Regions from separate parts of the Gossypium hirsutum genome. Here region 2 is linked to region 1. Evidence: chromatin contacts called from public Hi-C data. All regions are on one chromosome and are shown on one strand. Each heading gives the region's core, a stretch centred on a gene start, on an enhancer-like site or on the middle of the called end of the contact. The rest is flanking DNA. Distances are from core to core; before and after follow the strand shown. Region 1 holds the start of LOC107922424 (lysine histidine transporter-like 6). Region 2 holds the start of LOC107932387 (dihydrolipoyllysine-residue acetyltransferase component 4 of pyruvate dehydrogenase complex, chloroplastic).

Region 1 (5,482 bases), core at 1,019-3,518:
GGGTTTTGATGAATGGTAAATGATCAGTCCTTTTCTTCAATCAATTTCTTTGTTTACATTCAAATGAAAAAAATAAATTAGGTAAACTGTCTTTGGATTTATAAGTTTTAACCACTTTATGCTATATATATATAAAACTTGCTCAATTTATATAAAATCACTAGGACATTGAGTGGCTTGAAGGTAAAGCAAGTATTTGATCAGTGGATTCACATTAATACATCCATCTGAAACAACATGCAATGCTCATTCATTCATGTATAAAAACTGTATGTTGAAGCATCTGCTATGATATTCCTTAAACCTCCAATTGTTGATGCCATCATAATGAACACTCCTACAAATATGCACCCCTGAAATATATTTACATATAGAAGAAAACACCCATTATTATCAGCAAATTTACGTATATGTATTTATATATATATATATGTAATGAAAAATCCATTACCCAATTGATGAACCAATTGAGGCTGAACCTTTTTGGTTTCTTGATCACCAACCACATTATGCTGGGAAGCTGTAAGCCAAAAATTTTGATGACAGATATAAATTTAAGTGAGTTGCAGATAGCAATACTGAATTGAAATCAGTTATATATGTTTATATGTGTGTGTGTGTGTGTTGCTTACAAAATATGAAGTGGGAGCAAAGCCAAATCCACCAAAGAAACCCAGAAGATCTCCAAAGAAAGGGAAAGTGACTCCTATGAACAGGGTAAATGCTGCAAACATCCAATATCCATTGTTCTTATAATTAACTAAAATATCTAACTCATTTTATAACTTACGGACGGTCGTGTAAGTAAAGTTGGTTCAAATAGAGGAAACCTCACCTACATAAGTAGATCGAGTTATGAGCCTGAGAGCAATCCCTGGTGGGAAGTTGAGCCTTTTGATCATCATGTTCTCCAGCAGGTCAAACACAGGCATAGCATAAACCTGGTAGCTTCCAATGACATGAACAACCACCATCAAGTTAGCACAGGCTATGAGCCATGCAGGTTTCTTGAGTGCCATAAGTACATTATCATCGACATCTTGACCGAATGCCCAGTATCCTATCATGGCTACTGGAAAGTAGCATATGGCATTTATGAAATAGGCTCCGAGTGCACCTTTCCACATCGGTATTTTCGAAGGCCTTTCTGGGGTTGATGGAATTGTGGCCTGAATTTCAAGGGCAACTGCATGACCAGCAAATGCAAATGAAATTTGGCCTAGTGCATTGAACACTCGAAACATGAAGTCAGTCGGACTTGTGCTCTTATAATCATAGCTCACACCATCGATCTGACCGTGACTCAAGGAACCTGCCCAGGCTATGGTTGAATAACTCAGAGACATAACTGCTGCAGCTAATGAAACAGCAGCAACTGAATTGAAATTGGGAAGCTGAGACAGGAAGAAATGGGTACCACCAAAAATCAAGATCCAGTAGGACTGCCTGAGCTGTGTGCAGCTGGTGCAGGCAATCTCCATGAACTTTTTGAGGCATTTCCCTCCTGTAACCATGTACACAATGTCACATCCAACTTGAACAATCAGCTGCTGAGGCAACACTACCCATCCTCCGAGTTTCGGTCCAAAAGCATATCGCCCGAGGTCAATGTATCGATCGAATCGAGTTCCAGGGACACACTCATGCAGTTGTATCATCTGCCACATTGTATTCAAGGTCATGCACCATGATAATACCAGAACCATTGTTCCTGGACCCCTAAGATCAGAAAACAGAAGGTTAGTAAAAAATTTCCCAACTTGTCTCAACTAAGCCTTTTTGTTGAATTGAGTTTTAAGTTCCAGCATTGCATACCATCCTAGATAGGCCATGGCATAGGGCAAGCTGAGGACACCTGCACCTATCATGGCCGTGACAGTGTGAAAAGTGGAGTACCACCATTTGGCTCTGCGAGTAGGATCACCTTCTGCCCATTTCCTGATGGATTGAACTTCCTGTTAGAATCAAAATGGAAAAGTAGTCAATTAGTGTTGGCCATTGGCCAGGTAATACAAGCTAACTCATCATGTTCTCACCTTTGGAGGAGATGTTGAAACCATTCTTTGCAAAAAGTATTGAATTGGAAGATTGAGATATCTCCTGAATGTAAGGAGTTGGGTTATCGTCACCATGTGTTTAAGTAGAGGACTTGGGACTTGTTAGTGGTACATGATTTACTTTGCTTCATGGAATAAAGTTAAGAAAATGACATCCCATTTACTTTGGTTAGCTCTTTTTCTCTTTTTGTGATATTTCTTCTGCCATTTCCCTCAAAACCTTTTATCCCAACTTGTTAAAACAGCATCTTAATCTTATAACAAAGTAACGCAATTGTTTATTTAACCCTTTTCCTTTTCTGAAACGAATATCTTTTTCCATCTCTCAAGACCCTCTCCTACACGCCCTTAAAAGCCCCTAATAAAATTGAAGGAAAAACCGATGCATACAATTTATGTGTATTTAGCACTCTCCAAAAATAATTAATTAGTTGGGAAAATATGAATGGGAAACTAACAGGATCCTTGGTTTTACTGGAGTCACAATTTATCAAATGATTACAATAGAATGATATGATTCATCTGCAAGTTCCACAGTCATATAGTACCAAATAAATTCTATTTTGATAATAAGCAAGTGGCTCTAGCATTTTTGTTATTGGAAAGAAATTTTCAAACTCTGATTCTTAATTTCTTTTGTTCTCAAAAGTATGTATATTTTGATATAATATGTGATGTTGGAGGTTGGAAGCGGTTCATATAGTGTGTAGAGAGTTGCTAGCAATGGTTCCGGAGAGTTTGGAAGAAAATGGAAGGTTCTGATAAGATTTTGACACAATATTAGTATGTAAAGTAGATTATTAAAGACTTATGAGGATGTGGATCCTTGAACACATGTCCAACTACTTGGGGTTGGTGATAGTGTCATAGATATGATAAAATGTAATTTCACCGTATCGTGGAGAGTTGATAATAAAATTATGATGGAGGTAATAAAAAGTTTGGTTTGCGTAGTAAGCATATAATAAATTACATCAGATGGGGAGTTTTTTTTATCCGATCAAAGTGGTTAACTTAACAAGGTATCTCATAACAAAAACAAATAAAGTTAGAGACCCAAGGAATGAGAAGTGGAATGAGAAGTGACAGCTTTGGACTTATGGCGACAGAGACTGAATTATTCTACTCCACCATGATGCAAGTTAAGGAATAAAAGGACTTTTTAATGGCTGGCAAGTAGCAACACGAAGCCCTACTAGAAACTTCCTATACTTTAGCAAAAGGACATCGTTGGCTTTTCTGCATTTTTTACGAGCTTTTGGACCCTAAGCCAATGACGGGAAGTTTTATTGGTTGGTGCTTTGGATCAATCCCAAAATCATTATACTTTCTTTCTATGTAGCTTTATGGTAGAAATTAAGGCCATAGGTTCTGAAATAATGATTAAAGCAAGGAGGCTGCTTGTTTATGGGAAAGTTTGGTACGGGTCACTGTCTTTATTTTGAGGTGTCCCCACTCCCCCCCCCCCTCTGCCATTGGAGGCCGGAAGCTGAATGCAAACAAAATTTCAATGATAACATAAATATTTTCACTAATCTTTCATTCAACATTGTCGTCATTTTGACATCATAGTGATCCAAATGAATCTAGACTAGATCTTTTCTAATGGTTCAATCTACAGGGAAGTTGCTTTTTCTTCATATAGGCTGGTCTGATCCCTTGCAGTAACTTTCCAACAATTTTGTATTGTATGTGTAGTTTAAGCTTTCTGGCTTCTTATTCAGTGTCTACCTCAGTGGACATTGACCTTTTGTTTTTTCCCACCTTGTGTGGAGGGGGCTTTTAAACTTTAAACATTAATATAGAGAGACAAAAGGTATGCTGTTTCAATTCTGTTCTCTTCTCAGAGGATGGGATAAAGCTTTCAGTGATGTGCTGTAGTGATTAAAAATTCTTGAATGCTATGGTTTTTTTACCACTTTTATGTTCAAGGTGTGCCAAGAGTAAACATCAATCAGTCTTAGAGACTTGAGCATGGATTGATGCTAAGCATTTCTACTATAATCCATGAAAGTTGGTATTCCAAAATCCATAATCAAAACAACTTATGGCTTAGTTACTGCATGACATTCGAAATCGGATCCTATACAAAATGAATTAATGTAGCCTAGCCTTATATTATTAACTAGTTCACACAGGTTTGCATGATAAGATGAAGAGGAATTAACTTTTATATCGAAATTCCGTACCAGCTAATCTCTTTGAAATACAAGCAATGAAATTCATCAGCAAAACCCTTGCTTCCTCCCACCTCATTAGTTACTCTAGACACATGAATGATGGCACATTATGAATGTACCATGTTAGACGTTATCATCAGTACATAAAAAAATTACTTCATCCCAGATGATACTACATGACTTTCTCCTCATGCTTAGCCACTAAAGTCACTGATAAAGACTAGTTATTTCTAATTAGGCCAGTAGATTCCAAGGTTTTGCTGATTTAACTCATAAATCCCCCTCCTGGCATATTAGGTGGGGCCTGTGATGAAACTTGCCCCTGAGAAACTAATTGTGATCATCCTGGACCTTGAACGTAAGCAGGACCCATTCCTGAACCAACCATTTGTTGTTGCTGAGAAAGTTGCTGTTGCTGCATCTGAGGGTGTTGCGACTGTTGCTGCTGCTGCTGCTGCTGCTTCTGTTGTTGTTGTTGCTGCTGCAGCTGGGAAAGCTGCTGCTGTTGCAGCTGTGGTAGCTGCTGCTGCTGTTGTTGTTGTTGTAGCTGAGGGAGTTGTTGCTGCTGCAAGTGCGGAAGCTGCTGTTGTTGCAGCTGTGGATTCTGCTGCTGTTGCTGCTGCTGTAACTGGGGCTGCATCTGCTGCTGCTGCAATTGCAGCTGTTGTTGGCTGGACATTTGTGGTTTAAAGACAACCATATCCTGACTCCATAAAGGGCTTAGTTCAAATAAATCTAAAGCAATAAGATAATGAAAGAACAAAATTAAGAGTCCATGTCATTGCTGATTTCACTATTTTCTTTTCAATTTTGGAGCAAAAAGCAAGAAATATTTTTGGATGAGTGGAATTGTTCCCTTTTTTTTGGAAAACTAAAAAGTACTACTTTCATATAAAATAGATATGTTACGACCAGTATAGCATTTCAGTGATTACATGTTAATCAAATTTCATTTTGCATTGTAAGCAAAAGCAAGAAGTAAATGGAGGCTACAGAAAATTCATATAAAGCTACAGGCTACTCATCTAGTTTGCAGCTTTTACCATTTCGTTTAATTTTTTTGGTTTGTCTAGAGAGGGGTGGAGGCCCGGTGGCGTGTTGGAACTGTGTAGCTGGGAATAAGTACAGGTTATTGTTATTCAGATTAGAAAAGGCACCAGAATATAACAATAATAATCCACACATGACAAACTAAAGCTTGGACTCAAAGTTAAAACATTCTCACCCCAGGGAAAAGCATTCCTA
Region 2 (5,482 bases), core at 1,682-4,181, 480 kb before region 1:
GTAATTGACTATTGCTCCTTGTATATCCGAATTCAGAATGAAATGGATAGTGTAAGTCCTTGTCATCACTAAATTATTTCAAGCTTATTTGTCAGTCAAGATTTTTACTCGTAAATGGAACAGGGTACACAAACAGCCAAGTTACACAAACAACTTAAGCACATGAGTGTGTGGGCGAGAAACCAACCAACCATGATCAAGTACATAATGTGGACAGGATGTCTAAAGCTAGCCATTGTTGGAGGGAATCTTTTCCTCCCAAAAGCAATTCCCTTTAAATATAGCTCATGAAATATAACAGGTGAACTCCTCAACACGGCATGATGGTTGCTCAGAAAAAGTAGAGTACTTGTGCCCTATGTGCTTGGACTCAGGTATGAGTGTTAGATACAAGTATGTACTCGACACAAGTAAGGTTAGTCTTTTCTAAGTTTTTCCATGTATTTGGGGGATTATTGGAGTTCGTCTATATTCATGTGCCAGACACAGGTACTTGAAAAATAGTGAAGAGTTCGAGTAACATAGCTTGTACCTAAATTGTACTTTTTTTAGATAGCCTCAGATCCCGGCATCTTTTTACTGTTATATTAGTAAAAATCATAAATGTAGTCTGCTTTCAGTCACTACATGATACCTTAAAGCATTAACAATAAATGAGTATATTGGTTCATGATAGATTTGTAATAATTTATCCTATCTCATAAATTTTCTATAAAGTTCGAACGAAAGCTTTATCTACAAGGGATTGTAATTGGCTCCATAATTGAAACGGGACTCACCAGCATTTTGTTTTTCACGCTGAAGAATCCCTCAGCATCAGCTACAACAGTTGGCTTTGATGCTCCAACAGCCATGATAGCTCCCTGGTCATCATTCCAAAAAATAACTAAAAAACATAGAGAGATGTAATCAAACAGAGGAAATAGAAGGTCCATCCATAACCACTCACCTGGCCTGGGGGAAGAATGGCATCAAACCTGTCCACTCCAAACATGCCCAGATTGGACAGAGTGAATGTCCCTGCAAGCAATTTAATCATTATTTACTCTCTAAATTCTAGACACAAAAATATCAACCAACTACTCAAAGTGGAACCAGAAGTAAAATCGCTAAGCAGTACAAACCCGAATTATACTCTTGAGGCTGAAGCTGCTTTGCCCGGGCTTTCTCCACCAATTCTTTCCATTTTTGAGACAGTAGATACAAATCCAACTATATCGAAACAATTCCTTTAATTCAAGCTCTTAGAAGCTATAAGAAACTATAGAAAAACTATATACAACTACAGCATATTATTAATAACAAACAACTCTTATATTTTATTCCAATTATCAAAAATCAATATAGTATAGGATCACTAACCTTATCTGCATCTTGAAGAACAGGGGTAATCAAGCCACCATTGATAGCAACAGCTACTGCAATGTTGATGTTACTATTGTAAGTAAAACTCTTGCCATCTTTACAGCTTGAATTCACAACAGGGTGCTGCGCAAGTGCCATTGCGGCAGCTTTGGCTAACAAAGCAGTCATTGTCACACCCTTTGGTTTCACCTATAAATCAAAATACCAAGTGATGAATTAAAACCAATTTGCGAATCCAAAACAAAAATAATCCAACTTATGAAATCAAAAAATCCAACTCAACTTACCTTCTCATACAAGGCATCAAGCGCGTCCGTAGTCACAGGATACCCCACTCGAAATGTGGGCACTGAAAGGCTCTCCACCATATTTTTCGAAACGGCGGACTGCATTGTCGTAAACGGCACTACTGTAGATCCTGGAACTGGAGGAGGAAGGCTAGAAGGGGCGGCAGAAGCAGCTGGAGCTTTCGCTGGTGCTGCATGCTTCGTTTCCACAACCACTGCAAGCCCCACATTTTTCTTCGAAGGTGAAAGACCGGCGGCGGCCTCAATGTCCTCTGGCGTAATCCTCCCATACGGACCTGTTCCAACCACAGACTCAATGTCCACCTTGTGCTGCTTCGCTAACTTCTTTGCATATGGTGTGGCAACAGTCTTCGTCGGCCCCTCCGCAACTGTTGGAGCCGCGGGAGCAGGCGTCGATTTGGGAGGAGCTGGAGTTGAGGCAGCAGCTGGAGTTGGAGCAGGAGGTGGAGCAGATGGGGTTGAAGCACCTGATTTTGAGGCAGCTTTGGCTTTAGCCTCAGCAATTTCATCTTCAGTCTCAGCGAGAACACCAATGGCAGCACCAACAAGAGCAGTTTCGCCTTCCCCAACAACTATAGCAGCGAGAATGCCGTCATAGAAAGTCTCGACATCCATGTCAGCCTTGTCGGATTCGACAACGACGACGCTTTCACCTTTGGAGAGTACATCACCTTCGGATTTAACCCAAGAGACGATCTTGCCCTCGGTCATGGTAGAACTGAGGGCAGGCATGAAGATCTCCCTGATCTTGGAACGGACGGTCAGGATTCGTCTTGGGGTTGACTTGGAACGAATTGCAGAGAAAGGAATTGAAGGGGCAAGACGAGGAAGAGAAGAAGAAGAAGAAAGGGAAGAAGAGAAGGAGATGATAGTGTTGGAGAGAAAGGGAGAAGCCATTTCCTTGTGTTTTTGGCTTTGAGGAGAGGAATTGGAGAGAAAGCGAAAGAAATGAAATAAATTAAGGAGCGAATGGAGAGAGTAGAGAATGGAGGGAATATAAGAGAGGGAGCGGCGGAGAAGACGAGGAAATACTGCACTACCCAACTGTGTTTGCATCGCCGGTTACTAATTACTATTGGATGTTTTAGATTTTCGTTTTCACGCTTTCGTCTGTCAATTTTTCGTTTCTTTTCTTTTTGGAACATAAACTTTTACTTCTTTTCAATTCCATCCTTATTTTACAAATCTAATTTACTGATCCATTCCTATTTCCCAACTAAATTCTACTAAACGACCTTTTCCTGCCTCAAAAGGGAAAAGAAACGACTTCTTTTTCTTACCAAACCTTTAACTACAATGGGAAAATTCCGGCTTTGCGCTTACAACATATGTCATTGGTGGCTTTAAATCCAATTTTCCTTGCCTCAGAGGGCAAGGCGGTTGAGCAGTGCTTAAAAAAAATAATTCTGACTCTAAAAGTATTTTTAGAAAAAAAGTTACGCTAAATAAGTTGTTTTTTACTGAAATTTTTAGTTTTTCAAAACTACTTCTGATAATAAGAAGAAGCTAAAATTTTTAATTTTTCCTCTCCCAAAAGCACTTTTGATTATTTTTTTATGCTTAATTACAAATGTATTAAAATCATTAATTAAAAATAAAAAATATTTTTTAAAATACTAATTACAAATATTTAATGGTTATATTTAAATATTTAAAATATAGTTTATATATTCTAATTAAATTTTATAAATAATTAATATTTATTGCTTAAAAATATTTAAAATTTATATTTCATATATTAAAATACTAACAACAAGTTATAATAATTTTTTATATTCTTACTAAAATATAATAATATTAACTAATTTAAATATTATTTAAATGCATATTTATTACTTGATAATAACATGTCTAAAATGGATATTTTATTTGTTAAAGCACTCTAATTTTAAATTAAACTTTTCAAAAGCACTTCACAAAAACACTTTTCCACGGTATTTTTTAAAAGCATTGCTAAACTAACCCAAGTCGTACACAATATTAAATTATGTCACACTAAATATGTAAGTGAAAACATTCTTATACTAAATTCATTAAAAATTGTAATTTTTGTTGAAATGTTAAAATTAAGTTACTGAAAAGCACGAAGACCTAAGTTCAAAATCTATTATTCTTATTATGTATGTTTATTTATTAAGATTTATCAACATACAAAAAGATATTAATTCCCTCAACATAATATTTCTTACTTTGTAAAGGAACGAAACTTTTGGTAATTTCCTAACTAAGTTGGGATCCGGTTGATAGGTGACACCACCTCTGGCAACCCTTTACTATCTAGCATTGATAGATAGCTAAATTGTATATATTATGAATAAGGGGAGAGATTCACTTACACCCGTGTAAAATTATATTAGTTTTACATATTTACACATCTCTTTGTACGATTAATATTTTAACAATCCAACCGTCACATTTTATATTTCATTCATATGGATCATGTATGTCAAATTTGATATAAATTAAAATTTTCTTACTATTTATTTTATATATAAAAAAACTTTCAACAATTCAAAAATATTAATATATATAATGTTTTAGGTCAATGTGATAGAGACATCGAATCTGTTCAAAAATTTACATATATGACATGAAAAATTATATCAATAAATCCAACAGTTAGATTGTTAAAATATTAATCATACAAAGAGATACGAAAAGATTTTAATTTTACACTAGTGTAAGTGGATCCATCCCTATATGAATAAATTAATTTGAGTTTAATATAATATATATTTGAAAAACATATAAAAAAAATATCAAATTCATAGACTTTTTAGAAATTTCAAATTCATTACTCAATAACCAAATTAACAAATACATGAATCTAAGAAATAATCATAAACATCATATTTGCATGTGTCTTTGCACCTAATTTATTATTTTGGAAATCTAGATCCAAATGTAAATGTTTTGGAGACATTGATAAGATAATTGACAATTGTGAAAAGTAAGGGGTCATTTAATACCGATAGCATAAATAGACCAATTAAAGAAACATTAGGAAAAGCTGAATTACTTGATATTAAATAGACATTGGATGGTTCACATGGTCCAATAATTGTAAGAACTTGTTATGGAGAGAAATTATGTAAACTAGGTATATGGGGAAGAGTGATTCATACAATTGGGGTTAATATTCGGGTTGTAATTACTTTTTTTTTTGTAATGGTAGATTGAACTTAAGTTAATAGGTGATTAAAATAGTTGGTGAATAAAATCATTCTCTGAGTAAGGCTCTGCATATGTATGATTGGGGAATCCAATTTGAGTTAACAAATATTGTATGCCGATTCTCTCTTTACTTATATCTGTGACTCACTTGCACATTGGATTTATTTTGCAAACTTTCTTAATTCTATCTAGATTCTATTCCAACAAAAGTTAGAATAGAATTGTTTTTTTGAATAGTTGTAAACCAAGTTTTGTTGTTCCATTAATAGTACATACATTAATGTTGGAAAGAAGTGCAAATCGAGGGATTTTTTCAATTGGTATTATGACACCCCAAACCCTAATCGAGACGGACCAGTCTGAATTCGAGCTTTACATTAGCCACCTAAGTGACTCTCCGGCTAATGACCTTCCAAGACACACCCTAACCTTATAATACATCAATATTATCTGTTTATTAGTTATTTATTAATGTGGAAGCAATTTTTGAACTAAATTTAAACTTTTTATAAGTAATTTTACTTAAAGGCATTTTAATCATTTTACCACCTACAGTTAAACTAACTCGAATTTAGATCTATACATTTACCAACCCTCTTTTAGTCAATTTATGTAAGCCCTAGAAATTTTAGCTT

The links. Hi-C and Micro-C count contacts between places; a contact is called where the count stands out from the background.
Region 2: a Hi-C map of leaf shows a contact between it and region 1, with 2.3 times the contacts expected there. The contact joins the promoter of LOC107932387 here to the promoter of LOC107922424 in region 1. A contact is called at or near these places in 2 of 34 Hi-C or Micro-C datasets (both in leaf).

What each region holds. Positions count from the first base shown.
Region 1 is chrA13:10,349,481-10,354,962 of Gossypium_hirsutum_v2.1, reverse strand. LOC107922424 (lysine histidine transporter-like 6) reads right to left here and starts at 2,268. Exons shown (of 7, transcript XM_041084866.1): 1 at 2,037-2,268; 2 at 1,816-1,955; 3 at 1,418-1,719; 4 at 836-1,312; 5 at 633-724; 6 at 452-520; 7 at 78-353. The coding sequence starts at 2,132. The coding sequence ends at 255. LOC107932400 (a long non-coding RNA gene) reads left to right here. Exons shown (of 2, transcript XR_005907465.1): 2 at 1-40. It also overlaps the pseudogene LOC107932391.
Region 2 is chrA13:10,830,946-10,836,427 of Gossypium_hirsutum_v2.1, reverse strand. LOC107932387 (dihydrolipoyllysine-residue acetyltransferase component 4 of pyruvate dehydrogenase complex, chloroplastic) reads right to left here and starts at 2,931. Exons shown (of 6, transcript XM_016864359.2): 1 at 1,653-2,931; 2 at 1,363-1,554; 3 at 1,125-1,212; 4 at 950-1,020; 5 at 780-863. The coding sequence starts at 2,729.